Linked DNA regions of Mus musculus: all the other regions are linked to region 7. A link is a contact called in public HiCAR-type, HiChIP or PLAC-seq and promoter capture Hi-C data. All regions are on one chromosome and are shown on one strand. Each heading gives the region's core, a stretch centred on a gene start, on an enhancer-like site or on the middle of the called end of the contact. The rest is flanking DNA. Distances are from core to core; before and after follow the strand shown. Region 1 holds the start of Rassf8 (Ras association (RalGDS/AF-6) domain family (N-terminal) member 8). Region 2 holds the start of Bhlhe41 (basic helix-loop-helix family, member e41). Region 3 holds the start of Aebp2 (AE binding protein 2). Region 4 has its middle 12 kb from the start of Gm38926. Region 5 holds the start of Kras (Kirsten rat sarcoma viral oncogene homolog). Region 6 has its middle 41 kb from the start of Gm38926. Region 7 holds the start of Etnk1 (ethanolamine kinase 1).

The links. Promoter capture Hi-C pulls out the DNA fragments that hold promoters and counts their contacts. HiCAR-type assays count read pairs that join an accessible place to other places. HiChIP or PLAC-seq counts read pairs in DNA pulled down with a chosen protein or histone mark.
Region 1: a promoter capture Hi-C map of pre-B cells shows a contact between it and region 7. The contact joins the promoter of Rassf8 here to the promoter of Etnk1 in region 7. A contact is called at or near these places in 7 of 39 promoter capture datasets (the 3T3-L1 cell line, 3T3-L1-derived adipocytes, embryonic stem cells and 3 more), 1 of 115 datasets of contacts at active chromatin or transcription factors (astrocytes) and 1 of 9 other capture datasets (adipose tissue).
Region 2: a contact with region 7 is called in a HiCAR-type map of astrocytes, with 3 times the contacts expected there. The contact joins the promoter of Bhlhe41 here to the promoter of Etnk1 in region 7. A contact is called at or near these places in 4 of 39 promoter capture datasets (hippocampal neurons, liver and pre-B cells) and 1 of 115 datasets of contacts at active chromatin or transcription factors (astrocytes).
Region 3: a contact with region 7 is called in a promoter capture Hi-C map of embryonic stem cells, with 6 times the contacts expected there. The contact joins the promoter of Aebp2 here to the promoter of Etnk1 in region 7. A contact is called at or near these places in 3 of 39 promoter capture datasets (embryonic stem cells and pre-B cells), 5 of 484 Hi-C or Micro-C datasets (B cells, embryonic stem cells, myocytes and 1 more), 8 of 115 datasets of contacts at active chromatin or transcription factors (the NIH/3T3 cell line, bone marrow-derived dendritic cells, embryonic stem cells and 2 more) and 3 of 9 other capture datasets (adipose tissue, embryonic stem cells and liver).
Region 4: a promoter capture Hi-C map of liver shows a contact between it and region 7, with 2.3 times the contacts expected there. The contact joins the enhancer-like site here to the promoter of Etnk1 in region 7. A contact is called at or near these places in 3 of 39 promoter capture datasets (hippocampal neurons, liver and pre-B cells) and 2 of 115 datasets of contacts at active chromatin or transcription factors (astrocytes and thymic regulatory T cells).
Region 5: an H3K27ac HiChIP or PLAC-seq map of stem cell-derived neural progenitor cells shows a contact between it and region 7, with 8 times the contacts expected there. The contact joins the promoter of Kras here to the promoter of Etnk1 in region 7. A contact is called at or near these places in 2 of 39 promoter capture datasets (the SN4741 cell line and neutrophils) and 3 of 115 datasets of contacts at active chromatin or transcription factors (large pre-B cells, stem cell-derived neural progenitor cells and thymic regulatory T cells).
Region 6: a promoter capture Hi-C map of hippocampal neurons shows a contact between it and region 7, with 2.8 times the contacts expected there. The contact joins the enhancer-like site here to the promoter of Etnk1 in region 7. A contact is called at or near these places in 3 of 39 promoter capture datasets (hippocampal neurons, liver and pre-B cells) and 1 of 115 datasets of contacts at active chromatin or transcription factors (embryonic forebrain).

The regions. Positions count from the first base shown.
Region 1 is chr6:145,745,422-145,748,777 of GRCm38.p6, reverse strand. Rassf8 (Ras association (RalGDS/AF-6) domain family (N-terminal) member 8) reads right to left here and starts at 1,991. Exons shown (of 5, transcript NM_027760.3): 1 at 1,812-1,991. It overlaps Gm15704 (a long non-coding RNA gene), which reads left to right and starts at 404. Exons shown (of 4, transcript XR_869590.3): 1 at 404-1,750; 2 at 2,744-2,958; 3 at 3,141-3,329.
Region 2 is chr6:145,863,311-145,866,852 of GRCm38.p6, reverse strand. It overlaps Bhlhe41 (basic helix-loop-helix family, member e41), which reads left to right and starts at 1,433. Exons shown (of 5, transcript NM_024469.2): 1 at 1,433-1,647; 2 at 1,793-1,856; 3 at 2,170-2,277; 4 at 2,611-2,722; 5 at 3,115-3,542. The coding sequence starts at 1,586.
Region 3 is chr6:140,621,365-140,624,770 of GRCm38.p6, reverse strand. It overlaps Aebp2 (AE binding protein 2), which reads right to left and starts at 1,269. Exons shown (of 8, transcript NM_001005605.2): 1 at 427-1,269. The coding sequence starts at 1,076.
Region 4 is chr6:145,358,748-145,362,192 of GRCm38.p6, reverse strand. No RefSeq gene overlaps it. Among named protein-coding and RNA genes, the nearest start is that of Gm38926, 12 kb to the right of the region's middle. Within about 2 kb of position 1,737, at least 46 of the 459 cell types and tissues checked have an H3K27ac peak or open chromatin away from gene starts, as enhancers often do. A contact at or near this core is called in liver and thymic regulatory T cells, where this site is marked.
Region 5 is chr6:145,248,186-145,251,793 of GRCm38.p6, reverse strand. Kras (Kirsten rat sarcoma viral oncogene homolog) reads left to right here and starts at 1,563. Exons shown (of 5, transcript NM_021284.6): 1 at 1,563-1,745. It overlaps Gm15706 (predicted gene 15706), which reads right to left and starts at 1,265. Exons shown (of 2, transcript NR_045598.2): 1 at 1,005-1,265; 2 at 1-582.
Region 6 is chr6:145,305,810-145,308,899 of GRCm38.p6, reverse strand. No RefSeq gene overlaps it. Among named protein-coding and RNA genes, the nearest start is that of Gm38926, 41 kb to the left of the region's middle. Within about 2 kb of position 1,514, at least 159 of the 459 cell types and tissues checked have an H3K27ac peak or open chromatin away from gene starts, as enhancers often do. A contact at or near this core is called in hippocampal neurons, liver and pre-B cells, where this site is marked.
Region 7 is chr6:143,165,582-143,169,093 of GRCm38.p6, reverse strand. It overlaps Etnk1 (ethanolamine kinase 1), which reads right to left and starts at 1,864. Exons shown (of 8, transcript NM_029250.2): 1 at 1,458-1,864. The coding sequence starts at 1,613.

The sequences.
Region 1 (3,356 bases), core at 742-3,241, 2.6 Mb before region 7:
AGCAAGGCACTCAGGTCAAGCACTAACATATGCCACCAAATACAAAGGCTATAAAAGTGAGCACGGAGGATTAGGATTTTAAAAGTCATAAGCTTTAAAACTCTAAAGACAAAAATGCAAAGAAAAGCAACACAACAACCCTGTATGATGCTAAATCTACAATTTCCAAACAGCTCTAAAAAAAAAAAAAATGCAGAATTCAGGTAGTGTGACCCCAGGAATGGCATGGGCACCTTCGGAACTGAGTCTCTCCAGGACACTGACACTAACTGAAAACCTTTCCTATCTGCACAGTCAGCCCCGTGACTTGGCTCCCTCTAGGGGCTCTCTGCTGTCCCCCAAAGCTCCTGTAGCCCAGAAACAGGGCTTGATGGCAAAGATCTCAGTCCATTATGGCCAATTGAGCCCGGTACGGAAAGTACCATCTTGAGACTCTTCAAGGGAGGGGTGACTGATTGGGAGGATTTTTAGAAAAGATTTAATTACCTACACTGCAAATTACACTGTGTTGAATCTGATCCTCCAGTAGAAGAATCATCAAAGCGTGTCCAGTCTTCTTAAATGGAGTATTGGCCGTGTGTACTTTTGAGGTTTAGGGGTAGCTCCCCATGGAAATATATACGATCACAAGAACCATTAACATGACCACTAGAGGATAAAGCACAAACCACTTCCCAAACTGCTAGCGCAGTTGTCCGGAGCCCTGATTCCTGGGTTTATCAGCACCCCACCCCCACCCCCACCCTGCAGTGGGCTGACATTCCCGATTGCCTCCAGCAAAGAACAGGTTTTTGGGTTTAAAAAACAAAACAGGAAAGGTGCCGGTTTTCTGTGCCTCCAAGGTACGATCACAACCCCTGGCAACCACAGATTAAAGACTTTTAAAGAAGAAAGAAAAACTACCTACACCCCCACACACATACACATACACACACACACACACACACACATACACATCCCAAAACTGGGCAGAAACGCAGAGATCACCACATATTTAATATACTTCCCTGGGACAAAACGTGTCTCATGAAAAATGGCTGAGCACCAATCTACAGTTAGGTATCTAAGTGTTCGTCCCTGCTGTCAGCGGGTTGGAGGGATTTTTTTTTTTTTTCTCCTTAACGCAAGGCTTTGATGTGTTGGCAGAGCTGACCTGACAAGCTGGAGTAGGCTAGGAAACGTGTCCTGCATATTTCCTTCTGTGCCTCCAAAGATTAGGACCAGAACTGACTGCGATTAAACCCTACCTAGGATCCAAGGGCTTGAGCCCTTGATGCTGTTCGATGCTGGGAAAGTAGTGGTTCCGCAACCCCGGGCAGCTCGGCGATGCTGAAATGAGCAACCCAGCCCCTAGCTGGTCTCCGCCGCCCACCACCGGGCCGCAGCGGCCTCGCACGCCAAGCCCCCGACCCTTAAAGTTGAGCCTCCTATGATTGCCCTCTGCAAGTTTCCAGGGTGCAGGACGCAGCCAACTTTGCAAGCCGCCTCTGGGCGACTCGCTTCCCCGGAGGGGCTGGCCACCGGGGAGGCAGGGCGGCTACGGTTCAGACAAAATGCAGAAGCCTTCCAACCGCCACTTTTCCTTTTCCAGAGGGGAAGCTCTCCCTCCAGGCGAGCATCCGATTTCCATCTGGAGAGGGAGAGGGCCGACCGCGCATTCCCCTCGCCCACAAAAGTGGCCTCTAAAGTCGCTCGCCAAGGACACCGGGAAGGAGGCGACCCCGGGCAGGGCCAACTTTCGGGAGGCGAGGTGAGGGCGCGAGGGTGACAGCGGCGCCGCGGGGGGCGCGGGCCGGGAAAGTTGTACTTACTGCGCTCGCAGCCCGTCCTCGTAGTCCCGGTGCACGGCCCTCGGCGGAGGCCCGGCCCGCCCAGGCTGAGGCGGCGGCTGAGACGGCCGCGGCCGGCGGCGGCGGAGGGCGAGCGGCGGGCCGGGGCTGAGGAGGCCGGGCCGCAGGGCGGCGCGCGGAGGGCTGAGCCGGCAGAGAGACGCGCGGGGAGGGCGCACGCCGGCCTGGCCCGGCAGGGAGGGCGGTGCGCAGCGGCGCAGAGGAGGAAGGGCGGAGGAAGGAGGGCGGGACCGATAGGGCCGCGGAGCCCCGCACAGGGGCGGGATGAGGGCCGCCGCGAGAGCGAGCCAGCCGGGGAGGCCGCGCCGGGGCAGGGAGGACGAGGTCTGGGAAGTGTGGTGGGGGGCCGAGGAGGCGGGGCGGAGGGCCTGGGCGGGTGGGGCGGAGGCCGAGGAGGCGGGGCCAAGGGCCAGGGAGGGAGGGGCGGAGGGCCAAAGAGGCAGGGCGAACGGCCCGGGAGGGCGGAGCGGAGGCCTAGGAGGCGGAGCCAAGGGCCAGGGAGGGAGGGGCGGAGGGCCGAGGAGGCGGGGCCGAGGGCCGTGATTGCAGGTGGGCAAGGGAGAGCAGGGTGCAGAGCTGGAGAGAGCTGGATGCAGGGCTGAGAGGGGGGCGGGCCGAGGGCCAGGGAGGAGGGCCAAGAGCCAGAGGCTCCGCCCCTTTTCTGGTCGCGGCGCTGGAGAGAGGAGCAGTGTTATACCCCTCACCAGCTCGGGTTACAGCGGCGGCCCCGCCTGCAGACAAGGTTCGGGACAGCGCGGTGCGGCTTTGTGGGAGGCGCTGAGGCCGGTGGGCCGGAGCCTGGCTGAGGTTAAACATTTCCTCCAGTCGCTCGCAGGCTTGGGGTCGCCAGGCCAGTGAGACCTTGCAGCTGACCGCTCTGCGTCTGCTGACAGGAAAGAAGGGAGAAACGGCCCAGCCTTTCCAAGGACTGGTTTGAATGGCTTTTCCTGTAGAATAACTGTGAATTGATGTCCACCGCAGCAACCAGTGATGACCGTTGCAAGTGAGGAGAGATTAAAAAAAAAAAAAAATGAAGTGAATGAATCGAATGTAACAAAGGTTTTAAAAGAGTTGGGATCACTGGAAAGAGGATTGTCACAAGTTCGAGGTCAGTATATGTTACCCTAGCAACAAGCAGTATCAGACCTCAAAGAGTGAATCATATATTATTACACACACACACACACACAGAGAGAGAGAGAGAGAGAGAGAGAGAGAGAGAGAGAGAGAGAGAGGCAGGAATTTTGCCAGAAATTCAAGAACAGCCTGGGCTACATTCTTTGGTTCCAGGGCATCCTGGGCTACAGAATGGGACTGTCAAAAAAGAGAAAGAAGTCTAAGTCGAGCATTCTCCAAGGCATAGTTTGGATTGCTTTTCCTGAGTAGCTGTGATTCAGCAACAGCACCCCCACCTCCCTGAGCAGCAGGCCATGATAGAGGCAACAGACAACGAGGGGAAAAAAGGCAAATGAATCAGAGGTGAGTAACAAAAGTTTAGAAAGAACT
Region 2 (3,542 bases), core at 184-2,683, 2.7 Mb before region 7:
GGGAGGGTGCTGGAAAGGAACTCATCCCGGCAGCTCCGCCCAGGACTTGGGCTCCAGCGCCGCGCGGCTAGGCGGGGAGGAGGCTCCCGGCACGTGACCCGCTCCAGCCGCCCTGGCCCGCGACCCAGATCCGTCCCCGGAACCCAAGCGCCGCTGCCCTGGCCCTGCTGCGCTCCAGTGCGCGTGCATTTGGGGCCCAGGTTCCTTCTCGGTTCTCGTGCCGCTGGCGATAGCGAATGTCCGAGAGTGAACGTGATTGTCAATTCTGAGAAATTAGTGTAGGAGCAACCTGGGGTCTCCCTGCCCACGGGGATGGAATTCAGATTCTTATTTAGCTTGAGTTGTGGGGACACTGAGCACCTGGGGACGGCTGTCCCCAGCTGTGTGGACCGAGCTCCCGAGGACACGGGGCGCGCGCACGGCATCCCTGCGCGCTGATGTGGCAGCCGCCGCAGGTCGCATCACGTTGCCGGCCCTGTGCTGGTACCCGCTGGAGACAGGATTAAGGAGGGAGGCCGCGGAGGTGCCAGTAGTAAACGTGGGCTCGCCACACTCTCGGCGTGGCTTATCGCACGAGGGAGACGGGAGGCAGCACAGTGTCTCGCAGGCTGGGGCGGGCAGGACCCGGACTGCGTGGCTTTCCCGCAACAGTCCTTGCGTGCCTCCTGCCCTGTGCCACCCTTCCCCCTCCCTGCTCTCCCCCGGGAGCACCCGAGGCCCCAAACGTCATCTGCCTCTGTGTGATTAGTGTCACCGCAATTCCGGCTGCTGCGGGAAGTTTAGGTGGCCCGGGGACACTGTTGCCAGAACCACTTGGTATGCGACATTCTGAATCAGTGTCTACATTTTCACTGATCTTAAATCCGGGAAGCAAATTGCAAGTCACCCCCTTTTCAGGGTAGGTCTCCAGCCTGACCTAAAGGGTGTCTTTCTACCCGACCCTTCTTTCACCCCTGGCCAGTAAACAATGAGCAAAATCTCCGAATTTTCCTTCCCCGCTCAAGTTTAGCCACCACGAATTCGCGTTCTTTCTCTGGCCCAAACCAACAGCAATTGGTGGGAAAGCCAAAGGCCACGTCCTCGGTTCTGCACCGAGATGCTGGACGAGCCGGGGGAGCCCCTCGTCCCGCCCCGCCCCCGCGCCCTGCAGCGCCTCGGGGAAGACGAACGGCTCGCCGGGTGGCCGCTCCTTCCAGGTGGCCCCAATCAGGTGTCCCCGCCCCCTCCCGGCCCCTCCTCCCCGCCCCCCTCCGGGCTGGACCGCGGATGGTACGTTCCGCACGTGAGCTGGGTGCTGGTCTGGCCGGCGACGCGCGTGCCCTGTGGCCAAACACTGCCCGGAGTGAGAGCAAACTACCAGCGCAGTGCGTGTGTGCGCGCGGGTGTGCGCGCGCGGGTGTGCGAGAGGGCGAGCGAGCGAGCACGGGGCGGAGGGGCGGCCAACTGCTTCACACTTTCAATACTGCACTGAAGAGGGAGAGCGAGACAGCCTGGAGACGCACACATCCCCCCAAAATCTCTCCAGGCGACCGTCCCACAGATTACAGGACAGAAACCTCCAAATCGAAACGGACAGCCATTGAACATGGACGAAGGAATCCCTCATTTGCAAGAGAGACAGTTACTGGAACATAGGGATTTTATAGGGTAAGGTGTACGCACCGTTGCGAATATCTGTCTAGGCGTCGGTTTGGCTTTTTTTTTTTTAATCCCCTGCACAAAGTGATATGGAGCGGGTGAGGGCAGAGCCCCTCCCGGAATGGGGGCCTGATGCTGATTTCTGTTTTTGCAGACTGGACTATTCCTCTTTGTATATGTGTAAACCCAAAAGGAGCTTGAAGCGAGACGATACCAAGGTAAGTCTTAAGTTTCCCATAACCTGCCTGGATAGTTAATTAGGGCCATTGATTTCGCAAGGAAACTCTGCCCGCAAATATATTCCAGCCCTGAGCTTTCCTAACTGTGAATTTTAAGTGGCTTGCTGGATACTCCGGGGGATATTCAACACCGCACCTGAATTTAAATTGCATTTTAGAAGTCTAGAGGAGAGAGTTCTGGGCATTAGTTCATTACATAGTGTGTTTGGGGGTTGGGGTGGGAGGGTTCTATCCAGTAAGTGAATGAATGTTTAGCTCACTGCTGTATCTTTTCTCTGGCTCGTGTATGAAGGATACCTACAAGTTACCGCACAGATTAATAGAAAAGAAGAGACGAGACCGAATTAATGAATGCATTGCTCAGCTGAAAGATTTACTGCCCGAACATCTGAAATTGACAGTAAGATGCACATTTTCATTCTCCTGATGGACTCCGGGGTGTATTTACCTGATAAAATTCCCAGAGATAGGATAATAAATGTAAATATTAAGAGGCCTGCCTTCTAACTTGTGCTGTAACTAAGAGTTTCCCAGAGACTCAGAACAGGGGCTCCGGGCTAATGGCAGAGATCATTGACGACCTGACTGTGGGGAGCTGAGCAGCGCTTCCTTCCCAGTGGTGTGTGTGTGTGTGTGTGTGTGTGTGTGTGCCTGTCTTAAGTTGCTGGGCTGCGTGGAAATAAAAATGCGTGTTTTAAAGTAACCCCTGTCCCCCTTTGTCGCACCACTGCAGACACTGGGGCATTTGGAGAAAGCAGTAGTCTTGGAATTAACTTTAAAGCACTTGAAAGCGCTAACAGCCTTAACTGAGCAGCAGCATCAGAAGATAATTGCTTTACAGAATGGTAAGTGGGTCTGAGGAAGCCAGCCTGCCCTGATACAAAAGGGGGTAACGCTGGGGGCGCAACGCTAGGACTCCCCCGCTGCGTCCTCTCCTGGTGAACGTCGCCTCTTTCCCTTTGGTGGCAAGTACCCAGAGCATCCCAAAGGCTTCCCGCAGAGCTGGAGGAGCCCCGTTTTTATTTAAAGTGGCGGCTGCACCTCTTCAGTTGGGTTTTTCAGCCAGGAAGAGAGCGCCTCACCGCGCCACCCCCTCCTCTCTCGGCAGTCTGCGGATTATATCGCTGGAATGCCCAGGAAAAGCCGAGCTCACTGTAGGCAGCGCAGGGCCCACGTGATGAGCAGATGTCTTAACGCCGCGGTTTTTCTTCTCGCCTCCCTCCCCCGTGCACCCTAGGGGAGCGCTCTCTGAAATCGCCGGTCCAGGCCGACTTGGATGCGTTCCACTCGGGGTTTCAAACCTGCGCCAAAGAAGTCTTGCAATACCTCGCGCGCTTTGAGAGCTGGACACCCAGGGAGCCGCGCTGCGCACAGCTCGTCAGCCACCTGCATGCCGTGGCCACCCAGCTCCTGACGCCACAGGTGCCCTCCGGCAGGGGCTCTGGGCGCGCGCCCTGCAGCGCGGGGGCTGCGGCCGCCTCGGGTCCCGAGCGCGTCGCCCGCTGCGTGCCGGTCATCCAGCGGACTCAGCCCGGCACGGAGCCGGAACACGACACGGACACCGACAGCGGCTACGGAGGCGAGGCGGAGCAGGGCCGCGCGGCCGTCAAGCAGGAGCCACCCGGGGACTCGTCGCCTGCGCCCAAGAGGCCGAAGCTGGAGGCG
Region 3 (3,406 bases), core at 20-2,519, 2.5 Mb after region 7:
CCGGAGAGAAAGTCCCCAGGTCTGGGGTCCCAGAGTCTGGGGCAGGGGAGATTCCGGCGAAGCCGTTCCCAAGGTGGGCAGGCGGGCGGGGCAGGGAAGGAGAAGCAAGAAACGGAAAGGACTGCGGCGAGAAAGTCCCCTCGGTCCCCTCGGCGGAGCCCGGGAATCTACAGAGCAAGGGATCGCTGCTAGAAGGGTCCCCCCCGCCCCCCGCCCCGCGCTGGGCCAAAGGGTCCAGGAGATGGGAGGGGATCGGGCAAGGAAGTCAGCTCAATGGAGTCCAAGAGGAGTCCCCTAGGTCCCCTCTGTGGGGTCCGGGAGGAGTCCCCTAGACGGGATCCACGCAGAGTCCCCTCGAATCAGGAAGAAGTCCCCTGAGTCCCCCTCGTCGAGGTCCGGGAAGGGTCCCCTTGGCGGCGCACTGACCTGTCCTCCGAGTCCATGCGGCTCAGCGGCTCCCCGTCGGACGACATCTCCAGGCTGCCCCGCCGGCCCCCGGAGGTCGCGCTGCTCCCGCCTCCCCCGGTGCCGTAGCCCTCGTCGCCGCCGCTCGACACCACGCTACTGCTGCTGCTACCGCCACCGCTGCTGCCCGGGCCGCCCGGGCCGCCCCGCGGTCCCTTGGGCTCCTCCAGGCCCTCCTTCCCGTCCCCATCGCCGCTGCTGCTGCTCGCCGCGCCCGGGCTCAGCGAGCGCGTCTCGTCGCCGCTGCAGCCGCCGCTGCTGCTGCCCACCAGGCTCTCGGCGCTGCTCTCCTCCTCCGCGCCGCCGCTGCTGCTGCCCTCGTCCTCGTCGTCCTCCTCGTCCTCGTCCTCGTCCCCGCCCGCCTGGCTGGCGCTCTCGGGGCTCGGCTCCGACATGGTCTCCGCCTCGCCGCCCCCCGCGCCGCCGCCCGCTCCCCCGTTCAACAGCAGCGCGGCCACCGCCTCTGCCTCCGCCTCCTCGTCATCCTCCTCCTCCTCTTCCTCCGGCGGCTCGGCCCGGCCGCGCGCCGCGGGCCCGGGGCTGCCGGGGGACAGCGGGCTGAGGCGGGAGAGCTCCTCCAGGTCGGCCATGTCGGCGAGCGCGGCGGCCATGGCGGCGCCTGCTGCTCCTCCGCCTCCTCTCGCCGCCGCCTCCTCGCCCCCGCCACCCCCCGCTCCGCGCCCGCACGCCCCAAACTCCGCGCGGCCGCCGCAGAGCGGGAGGAGGGCCCGCGGGGCTGCGTCAGGCTGCACACGCGCTACGGAGCCCGCGCGGGGACACGCGCCGGAACGCGCGCACTCACGCGGAGGAGGCAGCGCGCCTGCGCGCCGCGGCGGCCCCGCCCCTCCAGAGTTTCTTTGGGCCTTCCCACGCCTTCCCGCTCCGGGCGGAGGCGGGACGAGCCCTCGAAACCCGAAGTCGGTGGGGATTTTCACAGCCCTGGACTTCTACAGAGAGAAGGAGAAGCATCGGCTCAGAGAGAGAGAGAGAGAGAGAGAGAGAGAGAGAGAGAGAGAGAGAGAGAGTGTGTGTGTGTGGTTTGCGGGGGAGGTGGTGTCCTGTAGAAGGAAGCCGTAAGTGGAGCAAGTGTCTGGCCGTCTGAGCGCTTGCCATACTCAAAAGACAGGTCTCAGACATGTGCAGAAAGTTCGATAAATCGGTTTTTTTTTGTTTTTTGTTTTTGAAGCGCCGAGCCGATGTCCACACCGCGGAGGCAGAGGCTTGACTCGCAAGCCAGGCTTGCTTACCTGTCCCGATGTCCCAATGACCCAAGGAGGGCAGCTCAGACGAGGCGGGCGTTGCTTTGGCTCGAGATCCTCGCAGGTTTTAAGTCCTGGAGCTTCTAATAAAATCTGGGGTGACACTTGTAGGCAGGCTGAGTTCTTGGGGTGTAGCGCTGGCCGTTGAGGGCTCTAACCGCTCTTCCAGAGGAGCCGGCGGTCGGTTTGCAGCACCCACAAGGCGGCTCACAACTGTCTAATCCCAGCAGCTCTGACCACATCTCCCGGCCTCCCTCCCAGTCTGGTGGGTGGTGCACACAGGTACCTCACCTAAAAGGCACACCTTTAACCCCAGCCCTAGGGTGGCCGAGGCAGGAGGGTCTCCGAGATTCCGAGGCCAGCCTGATCTATATAGCGAGTTCCAGGCCAAACTGAAATCCTGCCTCACAAAAAGGGAGGGTGTGAAGAAGAAAGCAGGGAAGAGGTTACTACTCCTACTAATGAAAGGCTCCTCCCTATCCCCAGGCAAGAGTCAAACCTTCCCTTTACAGCTAGGGAAGCATTGCATCTTCCTGAACTTCTCGGTAAGGGAATGCTTTGTAAATAAGCTTTTTGTAAAATAAAGACCTGGAGTTTATGAGGAAGGCTGGTGAGCAGCCCACATCACACCCTGACTCCGGGGCACATCTGATGCTCTGGAGTGGGGAAGCAGTCTCAGAGAGCATTCCCTCATTCATTCTTAGTAGATCTTCACACACAAAGAGAGAGAGAGAGAGAGATCCCCCAGGTGGAGTATTTTCATGTTTCTAGAATTCACTGCCCTAATTTAAAAAATAAACATAATAAAAGAAACAACATGTAGTATGAGGCTAGAAGGGATTGTTGCAACTTTGAGGCCAACTAGTGTGGGCCACAAGGAAACCGCCCCACAAATATCTTAGTGTACAGTTGCAGCCTTAACCTTTGGATACATACTATCACACGTAATGTTCCCCCAGTGGAAGGAAACATCCTCAAAAAAAAAAAAAAAAAAAAAAGAAAAGAAAAGAAAAAAGAAAAAGAAAAGAAAAGTTTCCTCAAGGAAAAGCAAAAATTAAAATGATAATATACAATGTAGCTACACTGGCAGGCGTTAACCTCAAACTCTAACTTTCAGAGTCATTCTTGCAGATAGATCAGGAATGTGTTGTCATCCTGGATTGTAGACTGAGGATCACCAAACTGGACTGGAATAAAGCATGACTCAGTGTATGTGGCAGCTGCTCTAAGGCACATTAGAAATTAGGACTGACCTAGCAGAGGAAATTCAAATCTTTTTATCTCCCCCCACCTTCTAAGAATATTATGCAAATATTCTAATCCTCCCCACCCTGTAAACCTTTGTTTAAATAAAGGCCCATGGCTCTATTCTAGAAACTTGGTGGCCTGGAGCCTTGACCTTTTTCTCCTTGGACCCTCTTCCTCAGTTTCCTGGGTGATGATCTTTCCAGATTGGCCAACTGAATAAAATTGTAAGGTGGGAGCCCAGCCAGTGGGGAAACACACAGCCACCACCTGAGTTAGAGTTGTGTGTGCGGTCTCAGGAGCACACCCTCTTGATCCAGAGTGGTTGCCTTGTCTGGTCCCTTCAGTTGTAATGATGCTCTCTTTCGTTGTGACCCCAACTCTCTTGCATGCCTATTTATCAGTTGTCCACTGTTTATACTTTATAAAATGTATCG
Region 4 (3,445 bases), core at 488-2,987, 2.2 Mb before region 7:
TTTGAGTTTTTAAATGCTGGGTGGGCGGTACACACGTGGTCCGTGATGTTTAAAACAGTTTTACCTTTGGCCCAAAATATTCATTGACCCTCGTTTCTTACAGTGATGGCTTACTCTCATACAAATATTAGCCTATTTAATGCCATCTTGCCATCCTCAGCTGAGAGGAGGGATCTGGCTAACAGGTGGTTGGAGGAACACACAGCCTCGTGGAGACTTGGGATTGGCTCCAGTGCCATCGTGTAGGGGAAGCTAATGGCATCCTGGTTACTAGATAGGCTGCAGCTAAGTCCTGGAAGGCCTTGGCAACTTGGACTTTACAGTTGCAGGTCCAGTAGCAACTTGAGAAAGTAATCCACTGGAGGAGATTGTGGTGGCAGAGATGGCAATCCGGGCATACAGGAAAAGATGCCCTGGGGTAGCAGAAGCAGCCGCTGCTAAGTTTTGCCCTGAACCACCGTGAGTGGTGAGCTGTTGTTGCGGTGTATTGCAAAGCTGGAGTTCCAGACGACACCACTGCTCACTCACAGGGCGCTCATTTTGCCTGTAGTGGAAAGGCAGCGAGAGGAGTTGTGAGTCGGGCACGAGATCTAAGGGACTCAGAACTCCAGGGCCATGTGAGTTTGCTGCAGAGCAAGTGTGAGGGACAATGACAGCCCTGATTGGGGGAGGGGGCCTGGATGGATGCTGACTCTGCAGTTTCCTGTGGCTTCTGTGTCCCTACCTAATGTCATAGCTTCACCTGCCAACCTGACACAAACTTAGAGAGGCTGGGGGAAGGGAGCTTCAGTTGAGAAATCGCCTCCATCAGATTGGCCTGTGGGAGTGTTTGCAGGGCATTTTCTTGATTGCTAGTTGTTGGAGGAAGGCCCCGCCCACTGTGGGCGGCACCATCTCTAGGCAGGCAGTCCATCCAGGTCAGAAAGGTAGCTGAATGTGAGCCAGTGAGCAGCCAGTGGCAGCGCTCCTGCATGGCCTCCGCTTCAGCTCCAGCCTCAGGTTGACTTAGTCAGGGTGCTATCGCAGTAACAGAAAGTAACGTAGGAAATCTAGTAAGCACCAGCACTTCCACTGTTCTGGAAGATTCTACAGAAGTCGTTCCCTACCTGTGGCCGATAGACCAACCAGCAGTCTCCCTCCAGTCCTCAGGCCAATTCCTAGAACTAAATCCAAGCAGAACCTGTGTGAGCCTGTGTTAGAGCCTGCTACGGGGCTAATGTGTGAGCCTGAAGGATGGTGACACGGCCCAGCATTCACTGAAAGGAGGCAGAGATTGCCCCTGGAGTCATCGTTGAGGTTTTCCTCAAAAGCATGAAGCTTATGGCTAGACAGCAGCTTTGGATGCGCCCTCAGAATGCAGACACGCTTGCCACCTCTGTAACCTCTAAATGGAGACATGGAATGTGCTTTCCTGTGCATGTGTGTGCGTGCAGAATATGTATATATGGTACACGGGAAATAAATAGCTTAAGCTAGATACCAGAAAGATCCCTCGCTGCTCTGGGGTCTGGAAGCAAATGACAGGAAAGTGTGATTGGGAAAGTAAAATTGTTTAACCGGCTCAGAAATTAAAACAAAACAAAACAAAACAAACAAACAAACAAAAAAAAAAAACCAACTAAGGCGTTTCCAAGTGCGGGAAACATTCCAAACAGGATGTACAGGAGTGTGCGAGGTGCCTGGGGAAAGGAAGCATTTGGGAGAAATTGGAACTACATTTTACAATGATTTATTTATTTTGTTAATGGAGTACACTCAAGGTTTGTATGTATCTGAGGTGAGTGGAAACACAAGTCCATATAAACTGTAAGTAGAGTAGCTTTTAAATTTCCGTTTTTATTTACTGACGGAAAGGAAGTAATTTAAAGTTATTTAAAACACACACAACAAAGAAACACTAGACAATTTTCTGCTTCCTTCCTGTTGATCTCACTGCCAACAGTGCCCTCTAGTGGTGAACTGAGAAGACGTTGGTGGAGGAGGGAAAAAACATTACCGGAATTTTCATGAAAACGTAAACTTTTACAATTCCACTTGGTAACTGAATGCTATATTTGGCAAGAAAAAAAATGAATCTTTGCAGAGGTTCACAGCAGATAGCTTAAGACGTGGGCGTTTCAACGTCAGCTTTCCTTAGTGGCTCTCCTGAGTGCATGCCCATCTGTGCGTGTAAATGCCCTCGAGGCTGCCTTTGGGGCGAGTCTGGGCCACAGCTTCTATTGTGTACCTTAAAACGAACAGAATCCACTTTTATGAGGGATACAATCGTTCTCCCCGAACTTGTGCTTCAACCTTAATCACTTCCAAGAACAACACAGTGTTCTTGCAGGATCTCACCTGGCCCCAACTCATCGAACAAACCAAGCCCCATTTTCTTAGAATGATTCAGACGCTCCCCTCCCCCGACCCCCACCCCCGCAAAAAGCAGTCATCACAACAGGCTACAGCCCGGGTTACAGAATGAAGTCGCGCTAACCCTGGCTCTGCCTAGAGCTTCTAGAGCAGCTACTTCTGAAATAAAGATGGGAGGTGGCTTCCCGGGCGCCACTCTAACGCCAGGCAACCGCTGGGCCATGAGCTCTGAGGCTTCAGCTCTGAACATGGTTCTCTGCCCTAAGCCCCTGGTCCAAAGATCCAAAGCACAGTACTTGTCTGTTTTAGGAGATGTTGGTACATACAGGCTGTTTTATGAGCATTCTGACATTCCGACTGTACCCCCTTTGATGTCTTCAATAGCACCCTTTGTCATAAGTGCCCAAAACGTGTCACTCACTGGCTGTCATGTTGGACAGAATTGGACACTCTTTCACTACAGGGGGACATCCTTGGTCTAGAATCATCTTCAAGCCCTGGCCCTAAAGAAACTCCTGAAAATTGTACTTTATAGGAGCAAAAGTTATTAAGCAACACACCGTCTAGCAATCAAAGAGAATGTCCTTAGTGCTTGGACAGACAGGTTCCACTCACATTCTAGACCGATACCCTAAGAAGAACGCATTCTTTATGAGGCATTTTTGCCAAAACACATAAACTGAATCTAACCATGAGGAAACTTCTGACACGAAGTGAAAGAGAGTCTGCAAAATAATTGGCTTGTCCTTTCCAAAATGCCAAGGTCATCAAAGAGAAAGGAAGGCTAGAGTTGAACCACAGGAGGGGAGACTCGAGAGACATGACAGTTAAATGAATCACAAGATCCTAAGTTAGGTCTAAACCACGGAAGGCATTAGCTACAGCCCAAAGTCCTGATTAGAGGGACACAAGAATCATGTTTCTTGTTTGCTCACCATGGTGTGACCAGATCAGAAAAGGTCTAGGGCTGAAAAGATGGTTCCGCCATTAAGACTGGTCGCTGCTCTTCCAGGGGACCTGAGTTTGGTTCCTGGCACCAACTTTGTGTGGCTCACAACTGCCTGTAACTCCTAATCCAGAGAATCCCATGCCT
Region 5 (3,608 bases), core at 314-2,813, 2.1 Mb before region 7:
GGCATAGTGTGATAAGCCTTTCATCCCAGCAGTCAGGAGGCAGAAGCAGGAGGAGTTCTATGAGTTTGATTGAGGCCAGCTTACTCTTCCATAGAGACCCTCTCAAAACAAACAAAAACCAAAGAGAATTAAAATGAAATACTAAAGCATTAAATGGTGGTGAGTGTCCTGGAGAAAACTAGGAGTAGTGTTCGGGGACTGAGGGGAGACTGCAGTCCCAAAGACGCTCTTTATGGAAGCTCTCACTTAAGAAATGAGACATTTAAACAAGGCTTAAAGCCTATGATATAGGAAGCTCTGGGCATTGGTAGTTAGGAGACAGTTTTTGAGGACAGTCTCAGAGGAAAAGGCCAACCTCCCCATTCTCGGAGCAGCCAGGAGTCAAGGTGAAACACGAAGGTAAGGTAAGGTAGCAAGTGGTCAAAGGCAGCATAGAATTTTAGAATTTTGCCTTTATGTTCTTGAACTGTGAGCCACGCGGGAGCTCAAGGCAGACTGAGATACTGAGTTAGTATCTTTCCTTCAGCTTAACAGTGTGAATGTGGCCGCCATTTCTTCCTTTCCGTAAATTTCTTCCTTCATCTGTAAAATAGTCGAGATGATGTTTAACTCGCGGGGGCGTTGTGATAATTAAATACGCTATGTGCAAAAACATTTAGCAGTTAACTTGACACAGAGTAGGCACGTTCTTTCTTTCCCTGTCTTCCTCCTGTTTCCCGGGCCTCCCACCTGGTGCTGGGAGGGAGAGGTAGGGTGCAAGAAGAGTGACATCACTTCAGAGAGCTAGTGTAACAGTTTCACGCGTGGCTGGTGATGGGGCTGTGAGGACAGACGGCGGTCGGTGGGTGGGTGGATGGGCAGTCTTTTGGGCGGGGGCCCTGGCTCTCCAGGCCTCAACTGATGGCATTTTTTAGAAGGGGCATCAGTGCGGTCTAGAGGAACGCACGCTTATTTGCCTCCCTGTTTAACTCTGCGGTGGTAACTGATGAATGAATGTCTTCTACCTGGCGTCCTGAGAAGTCTCCTCGGATCTGTCCTGTGGAGCGAGGGCACTTCCTACAAAGCGGCTCTCCATGTGGTATCCGGGCAGAAGGCCAGCCTGGTCTACACAGAGAGACCCTGTCTCAAAACAAAAAGAGGAGGTCCGGGTTGGGAGCCTGCAGGCTTCGGACAGTCCGGCCAAGGGACCGCGAGGCCAGCGGCTGGGGTCCGCCCCCGGCGGCGCCGCGCGCGCCCGGAGGAGCAGCAGCGGGGCGGGCGGCCGCGTGCGAACGAGCGGCGAGGCGGGGCTATCGGGAGCGCCAGCCCCGGGTCGGGGTCCGCGTTGGCCGACGCCCTCTCGGCACCACCCTCGCGCGCCCCCGCCCGGGCCCGTCCTGGCCGCCGCTTCCCGCCCTCGCTCTCCTGGGCTCCCAGCGCTGCGGCCGCTCCCTCCCTCCCTCCTTCCCTCCCTCCCGCGCGCGCGGCCGAGGCAGCGCGGAGCACCGAGCGCATCGATCGGCCTGCTCTGCGGCCGCCCGCCCGCCTGCCGGGCCCATCGCGCACTCCGGGCTCGATTCGGCAGGCGGCGGCCGCGGCGGCTGAGGCGGCAGCGCTGTGGCGGCGGCTGAGACGGCAGGGGAAGGCGGCGGCGGCTCGGCCCGGAGTCCCGCTCCCGCGCCATTTCGGACCCGGAGCGAGCGCGGCGCGGGCCTGAAGGCGGCGGCGGGAGCCTGAGGCGCGGCGGCTCCGCGGCGCGGAGAGAGGTAGGGCGCGGGCGGCGCTCCTGGGCCGCTGCCCGGTGCGGAGCTCGGCGCGGCCGGGCGGGGCCGCGGCGCTGAATGAAGCCGGCTCGGGGCGGCGGGCGCGGGGCGCCGAGGTCGGGCGGCCGCCGTTTCCCGGACGGGGCGGCTTTCCTTCCTCCTCCCGGCCGCGGCGGGCCCTCCGCGCTCGCCCGGCCTCCGCGCCCGGCCTCTGCTGCACCCGGCATCCGCGCCTGGCGCCCCGCGCCCGGCTCAACTTGTCGGGCGCGCGGGCTGTGCGGGGACGCCGCTTCCCCTGGCCGGGCTGCGGGGCCCCGGGGGAGGTCGCGGCGGGAGGTGCTCGGACCCGGTGGCCGGAGGGCGTCGTGGTTCTCGGAGGGGAAAGGCGTCCGCCGCGGAGTTCGCGACCGCTCCCCTCCCCCACGCCTGTAAGGGCTGTGACATTGCCGCGGCCACAAAGGAGGAGGTGGAGGTAGGGATGGTGCTGGCAGAACAGGTGGCCCACGCCCTGCGCGGAAAGCCCGCGAGCGACCCGCACGGAAGCAGAAAAGTTAATGCGGCAAGTCTGAGTGGCTTTGTGTCGTGAAAACACAGGGGGAACGAAGGGCGAGAGCCGAGGCAGGGGACTCTCCCCGAGTGGAGCGCAGGCAGCTCGGCTCACAGCGTCAAGTTTGAATCGCCTGCTGCCCTCTCCCCTCAGTCCTGCGGTTTGTCCCTTGCCCCTTCCAGACTCCAGAGTTGATTGTAGCATTCGGGCCGACCTCTGAAATCCCCCTAGGCCCATGTAGTAGCTCAAGTCCTGAGCCAGCCCCGTTAAAGCAAGGTGATCATCAAGGCAAGGACTTAAAAGCAGAATGGCATGCTGTGTTTGTCGTAGAGGAATCATCTGAGAGGAAATGTTGAACAAGTCTGCTCATAATAATCACTTCGAAATTGCCACCAAATGACCAGTGTCACTCTTCCACCGAGGGCCTGATTGCTGACCCCTCATGTGATAGACAATAGACATCAGATACGCTAGGTATCCATATATTTAATTTGAAACTGTAGCTATTCACAAGCATCCTTGGTTTTAAGAGATGGCGGATAGTAATTTAATTTTTCCACTTTGGTTGGAATTGAGCCCCTTTATTACCTTTTGTAACTGGGGGTGGGGGTGGGTGGGTGGGGGAACCTTTCAGGCTTAAGGTTTTTCTTGAGTAAGACTTCTTTTTTTTCTAGTGGACTTAATTAAATATTACTAAGTTTTAAAAACCCGACAATAAATTTTATTCAGCAAAAGCTACGGTGTAAATGATTCAATATCTGTCCACAGTATACCCTAAATTAGCCAACATTTTAGTCTGTGGGACCCCTTTGCACCTATAAACAAATTATTGAGGGTCTCAGAAATCCTTGAAGGGGGGGAACATGCCAATATTTACTATATTAGAAGTAACACATTTTTTCAGTTTATTTAGAACTAGGAATAAAGTGCCTGTTGGTAACATGAATTCATTTTTTAATGAAAAAATAATAAATTTTCTAGAACAAAGAATTAGAGTAGCTTTGTTTTACACATTAACAATCTGTTTAATTGTGCTTCATAGGACATAACAGTATTCTTTCATATCTACATCTCATATCTGCATCTGCATTCTCTTTGTTGTGATTACAGGGCCTAGAGAACCAACTGTCCTTGTAATAGTAAGAAGGCTAAAAAACAATTGCTGTAAAAACGGTTCTAACCTCCTAATCCTGTTCCCTACCACACAAAGTTTTAGGGACCCAAAATTGCTCCTGTACGCTAGCCACACTGTTTGCGGGAGGGAGAGGCAAAGGTCGCATTTCCATGTGATTTCTTTTCATCTATCCCATTTGCCATGG
Region 6 (3,090 bases), core at 265-2,764, 2.1 Mb before region 7:
ATTTTATTCATGCAAATGGTGTAAGTGTTCATGTTTACTCAGTGGTAAACACTCAAAGCTTCTGACAGGATTGTGAGCTTTAGTCCCTGTGGGTTTGAGGATTATCAACAAAATCATGCCTGTGAATTGCCACTGAGGCTAAGAGAGATGGCATCCCAAAACATCAGACACCTAGAGAGAGTTGTAAGGTATTCTGCGCTAGGCAATGTGGCCGGATCCAACCCAGAGACTGCAGAGGAGCTCTGAAGTGTCCAATCTGCATCTGAAGTTGCGAGACGGCTTTTGAGGCGTTGCCTTTGAGGTCCTGTGGTTCCTATTACATGCATGCATCGTCGGCTCCCTTCATGCACTTCTGTTGAGACTGGCTTTTACCACACTGCGTTTTGAAATCAGTAAAATGAAGTTAATTAGGATCCAAAAGCTTCTACCATGGTGTGCCTGCTAGCTCTTTATCAACTTGACACAAGCTAAAGTCATCTGAGAGGAGTGTCTCAGTTAGGGTTTTACTGCTGTGGGCAGACTCCATAACCAAGGCGACTCTTATTAGGTTTACAGGTTCGGAGGTTCGGTCCATTACCATCAAGGTGGGAGCATGGCAGCATCCAGGCAGGCATGATGCAGGGGGAGCTGAGAGTTCTACATCTTCAGGGAAGCCTGCTAGGAAAAGACTGACTCCTGCACTGGGCAGGGCTTCAAAGCCCACCCCCACCACAGTGACACACTTCCTCCAACAAGGCCACACCTCCAAATAGTGCCACTCCCTGGGCCAAGCATATTCAAACCACCACAAGGAGGAACCTCAGTGGTGCCACCCCTGCTCTGGGCTGGTGGTCCTGGATTCTGTAAGCAAGCAGACTGAGCAAGCTTGGGGAGCAAGCCAGTAAGCAGCATTCCTCCATGGCCTCTGCATCAGCTCCTGCCTCCAGGTTCCTGCCTTGTTTGAATTCCTGACTTCCTCTGATGATGAACTGTAAGATGGAAGTGGAAGTCAGATTAACCCTTTCCTCCCCACATTGCTTTAGTCATGGTGTTTCATCACAGCAGTAGTAACCCTAAGACATATAGTAATATTTTCCCTTATATATATAACATTATGTATATTATACATTATATTATATATTACATTATATATATTCTCACTCGATGTTTGTCTCCCAAAGTCTGGCTTATTTCACTTTTCACAATCTTCAGTTGTATCCATTTTCAGCAAATGCACTGTCGAGTTGTTTTGAGGGTTGTATAAAGTTGCACTGTGCGTATGGGTGACATCTTCTCTATTCTTTCATCTGATAGATATCTAGGCTCCAGTCTGTGAGTTTTGCAGATGCTGTAGCAATAACCGTGAATGGCCACATGTTTCTGTAGCGTGTCGACCTAGGGATCTGTGCTATGTGCTCCAGAGTGGTGCGGCTGGTCATGTGACAGTTCTATTTTCAGTATTGTGAGGAACCTCCATACTGAACCCCGTAGTGGTTACGGCAGTTTCTTCTCCCACCAACAGTAGATATTGGTTCCTCTTTCCCCACATCCTCATCAGCGTTTGTTGCTGCCCGCCCAGAGTGACCATCACAAAGCAAACTGGAGCCTGGGAAAAGGCTTGGCTGGTAAAATGTAGCAAGCTGAGATCCTGAGTTCAGTTCCCAGAACCTACACAGAAAAGCTGGTGTGACAGTGTGGAGTGAGGAGCCCCTCAGGGCTCACTGTCCAGCCAGCCCAGCTTAACCCAGCAAGCTCCAGGCCAGTGAGGACAAATACATCTAAGGCACACACACACACACACACACACACACACACACACACACACACACACACACACACACACACACACACATGTGCACAGACTCACGAATGAAACAAAGAACAAATTTTCAGCATTTATTCACATCCGAGGATAAAAATAGGCATGCTATAAACTCGCAGGCTCAGCAGCTGACAGCTGAGCCACGTCATGCGGTTTCTGTCCCTGTTTGCATTTCTGCTTACGATGACACCAGACTCTGTTACACAAGCCGCATTTCCCAGGGTTTGAATAGAGGAGAGCGGTGGGGGCATTGAATCACGGGCTTCAGTTGCGTGTATAGATTTAGAGCCCACGAGGAGATGGCTGGGTGACAGCTTCTCTTCCTGGAGCAGAAGCCTGCATTGCTCGAGTCTGTCCACATCCTTTCTGATGGGCCTCTCCATCAGCAGACTATGAGGTTATTCCCCTGATAACCTTTTTTTTTTTTTTTTTTTTTTTTTTTTTGCCCAACACCATTATATTTATTGGCTGAACAAAATAATAAACTATAGTCAAATATCAAAAGGAATAACCTGCAGCCGGGTGCAGAGGCTTGTACCTTTAATCCCAGCACCATGGACGCCGAGGCGAAAGGGGAAGAAAGGACCGTGGAGGAAGTGAAAGTGCTGGGCAGGCAGGAAGATTGTTACCTGCAAACACACCTTCCTTCCCAAAATGCTTTTTCAGCTAGATGTTTTCATGAAGAAATGTACTTAGGGCTCACAGTTTGGGTAGGCCTAAAGTGTTTAACCTTACTTCATGATGATGGTGATGATGGTGGTGGTGGCGATGATGATGTAACCATCCCTTTAGCTGCTCTCCCTCTCTCTTTGTTTTTTGGTTTTGTATGAGACAGGCTTTTACTATGTAACCAGAAATACTTTAAACTCAAGACTCACCTACCTTAGTCTCCCAAGTACTTATAGGCCTTTGCTATCAGAGCTGACTTTTGCTTGTAAAAGGTCTCTTTTAAATCCATAAAGCATAAAGTTTGAGAAACCATCACCTTTTCAATTTTTTTTCATTTATTAATGTTTCAGGTTAGCACAAAGCAGAGAGATCTCTCTGAGGAGTTTCACATACAGACACACACATACACACATGCACATACATGGACACACATGTGTGTGCACAGAGACACATGCACACACAGACACACACATGTACATGCATGTGTGCATGTGCACACACATGTACACGCATACATACTTACATACATATGCACATATACACGCATGTGCACAGACACACTCACACATGCACATACATGTGCATACATGTACACACAGAGAGGCACACACGTGTGCACA
Region 7 (3,512 bases), core at 615-3,114:
TAGATTTCACGTGAGGTAAAAGAGAGAGCACCTACCTAGGATTTCCTAGGCAACGATGACTTTAAAAAGAGCTCAACCCAATCCAGCAGACAGCACTTCACTCGACAGCTATTACCACTTTCTACACACAAATAAATGAAAGGAAATTCCAAGCTTCAAACTTGAAAAAGTCACTGCTAAAAAACAATATGGGTTGCCAGCACTGCAGTATACCAGGAAGCAGAACTGCCTTTAATTAGTAAGATATTTTCCAGAAATAGATTTTATTAAATTTTAAAACCCTCTCAAACAAGCAAGTGAATACACTATATTAACAGTCTAACATGAGGGCTACATACAGAGGTAGAGCACTGGCCTAGGATCCAGAGCTGCCTTTCCCAGCACTGCAAAAAATACACAAACAGATATGCTTCCATTTGAAAAGCACTTCCTTAAAGGAAATGCAATAATCTTCCAAGTTATACATAAAAATCATTTTGAATCAACTATTTCCTATATACTTGGCCAACAGGCACACCTTAAATGTCAAAGTCTTTTGTCTAACAAGTTTCTTCCCCAAAACATATGGGTCGGTCTCTTTCAGCTGCTCAGAACACTTCTAACAAGAATCGAAACTAAAACTCATAAAAGCCCCCAAGTGTCAGGAACTGCTCTGGGGCCTAGACACTACTCATGTTTTAATTATACTAAAAAAAAAATTTAGCAAAAAACTTAAATCAATAAATCCTGTATAAACCCCCAACAATGTATTGGAGTCATCAAAATGACAGACGTCTTGAATAATACAAATTACTGCTCAAATCTAAAACAATCCCAAACCGTTAAAATTTTACTAATTTGGCTTGTTTGCAAGGAAAAAGGAAATTCACCTTAGTAATCCTACAAGCTGTGCACTGAAAAAACTATAACCAATTACACCAGATAAATTGTGGGTATGGTGGATCATAACTTGCAAGTGCCTTTTTTTTTTCCTAATCCTAGCTTTTCGGGGGTAGGGGTATCCTTCTGAGAATTTTTGTCTTTAAAGCCACTGACTCACGAAAATATTCCCAGGCCACTGCTCACTCCAACCCTGAGCATTAATTCTTCTAAGACTTTACAAATTTAGAAACCTTCCAATTCAAGCCTTCCTATAACGCACGGCATAGCGTTCCCTAGCATCCTGGCGTGGGCAGCAGCAGGTCCCCGGTCATTCCGCTTTGGAAAGGAGTTGTTCTCCCGCGGCTCGGAGATGGGGATGTGGGAAGATCTCGGGCTGGATAAGGCAGGGATGGGAGGGAAGCGCAGGGGAGGGAGGGCAGCGGAGAGGACCGCGGGAGGCGGATGGGCTGCGGGGTCTGGGAGGAGAGGCATGACGAGGGCCGCGGCAGCCATCCCCGGGAGCCTCTTCAGGGGCCGGGCAGACGTCGCTGACGCGGCGGCTTCGGGAAGGAAACCCGGTGCCCGTCCGGCCTCACCTGCAGGGTCACCTCCCGGGGGTCCCAGTGCGGCCGCAGGTGCCGCAGCAGGCTCAGGGCGCCGTCGCGGCAGCGCTGCTCCTCCTGGTCCTGCACCGTCACGTCGAGCTTCGGCACCTCGGGCGAGCCGGGCGGGACGTGGATGTAATTGGCCATGGCCCAGGCGACGGCGGACACGACCACGACGACCACGGCGACGGCGACCACGAGCGCGGCGGGCGCCGGCAGGCTGCTGGACCCTTCCGTCCCGGGGCGCCCTCGGCGGAGGGCTGCGGCCGCTCGGACGCACGGGCGGGCGGCGGGGGCAACCGGGCGGCCGGACGGGGTGCGCAGTGCAGAGACGCGGAGGCACGGCCGCTCTCGGGAAGATGCCTCAGTGCGCTAGACCGCGGGCGGCCGCGAAGCATGCCGGGACTGGCCTGACGCTAGCGTCACGCCGGGGGCGGAGCCTCGGCTGCGTCAGGCGGCTGGCGGGGTGGCGAACCCCGCGGCACAATGGGCGGGCCTCGGGGCTCTTGGGGATCGGGGTCTCGGGGAGCGCGCACCGCCAGGCACTCCGCTACTGTGGGGTTGGCTGGGCTCCTGCACCCGAAGGAGTCCGAGCGCGGCCGAGCCCAGCCGGAGCGCTTACGAGCCTTGCCGAACACTGCCGAGCCCTGCCGGAGCACTGTCGAGCTTTGCCGAGCCCTACCGGGGCTCTAACGAGCCTTGCCCGAGCGCTACCGGAGCCCTACCGAATTCTGCCGAGCTCTGCCGGAGCGCTGTCGAGCTCTGCCGAGCCCTTTCGAACTCTACCGATGAGCTGTGGAGTGCTACCCAGCCCTGTCAGGAGTCAAGGAAGCGTCACCTTTCTAGATCACTAGGGTCGTGGGCTCTGCTTACTTAGGGCTGACGTTCTTACGGGACGCAGAAGGCACGTCCTGAAATAACCCTAAATTTAAGCTGTGAGCTTAGCCTGGCCTCAACCGGCCAAGCTGGATTAATTTGCTCGCCTTGTTCCTGAAGCTGTGTGCACAGAACTACATGCTTGCTTGGTTCAGCAACCCAGTTCCCTTTGACGGTACATAGAAATCACAGTATTTGGGGCAAACTTTACGTAAAGTGAGAGTAAACCGGTGACAGTGGTGTGATGACCTATACCTGTCCTAGTTCTCAGGTGCCTAAGGCAGGATTGCCACGAGTTCCAAACCAGCCGGGCTACATAGTGAGTTCCAGGTTTGCCCGGGATATACTTAGTCATCAGCCGACCGATAATAGACGACTGAAACACTCATTTTAAGGGTCAGATAGTTGACGTTGCTGAGAATTATTCAAAGCCGGTTATATAAGGTAGAGACTCGGAGGGAATTGGAAGGAAAGAAAATTAGATCTGTCATGCTAAATCATAGCGCGTCCTGGGACTCGCACGGCTACATGAAACCTCCTGTATCAGAAAGGCTCTGCTCTTTGCTTGTTAGAGAAATACTGGCAACCGGATCATCTACAAGTTTTTGGTCCGCCCTTGTGCTTTCCTTTTATGACGGAGACAATGGAGGTGACTTTCACCTTGACTTCTGGCCTCCCCGGGGCTGAGTACAAGTGAATAACTTGTGAATGATCAAATGTTGTATTACCCATTAGCACACATTTATGTTCTCATTGTTCTGAATGAGGCTACATACCTTTGTAAGTCACAAATAAGTCTGAGATAATGATAAACTTCCTACACTAAAAAGTGGGAAATCCACTCCTGCATTTTTGCAACATTGTAAATTTATTGACCATTTTCCAGACTTGAGTATGTGTTTTTAAAAACCACTATGTAGCCCAGCAGTGGTGGTGAACGCCTTTAATCCCAGCACTTGGGAGGCAGAGGCAGGCATTTCTGAGTTCGAGGCCAGCCTGGTCTACAAAGTGAGTTCCAGGACAGCCAGGGCTACACAGAGAAACCCTGTCTTGAAAAACTCAAAAAAAAAAAAAAAAAAAAAAAAAAAAAACCACTATAGAATGCCCTACTTTCAGTACCCTGAGCGCACCCACACACATACACGCACACACACACACACACACACACAC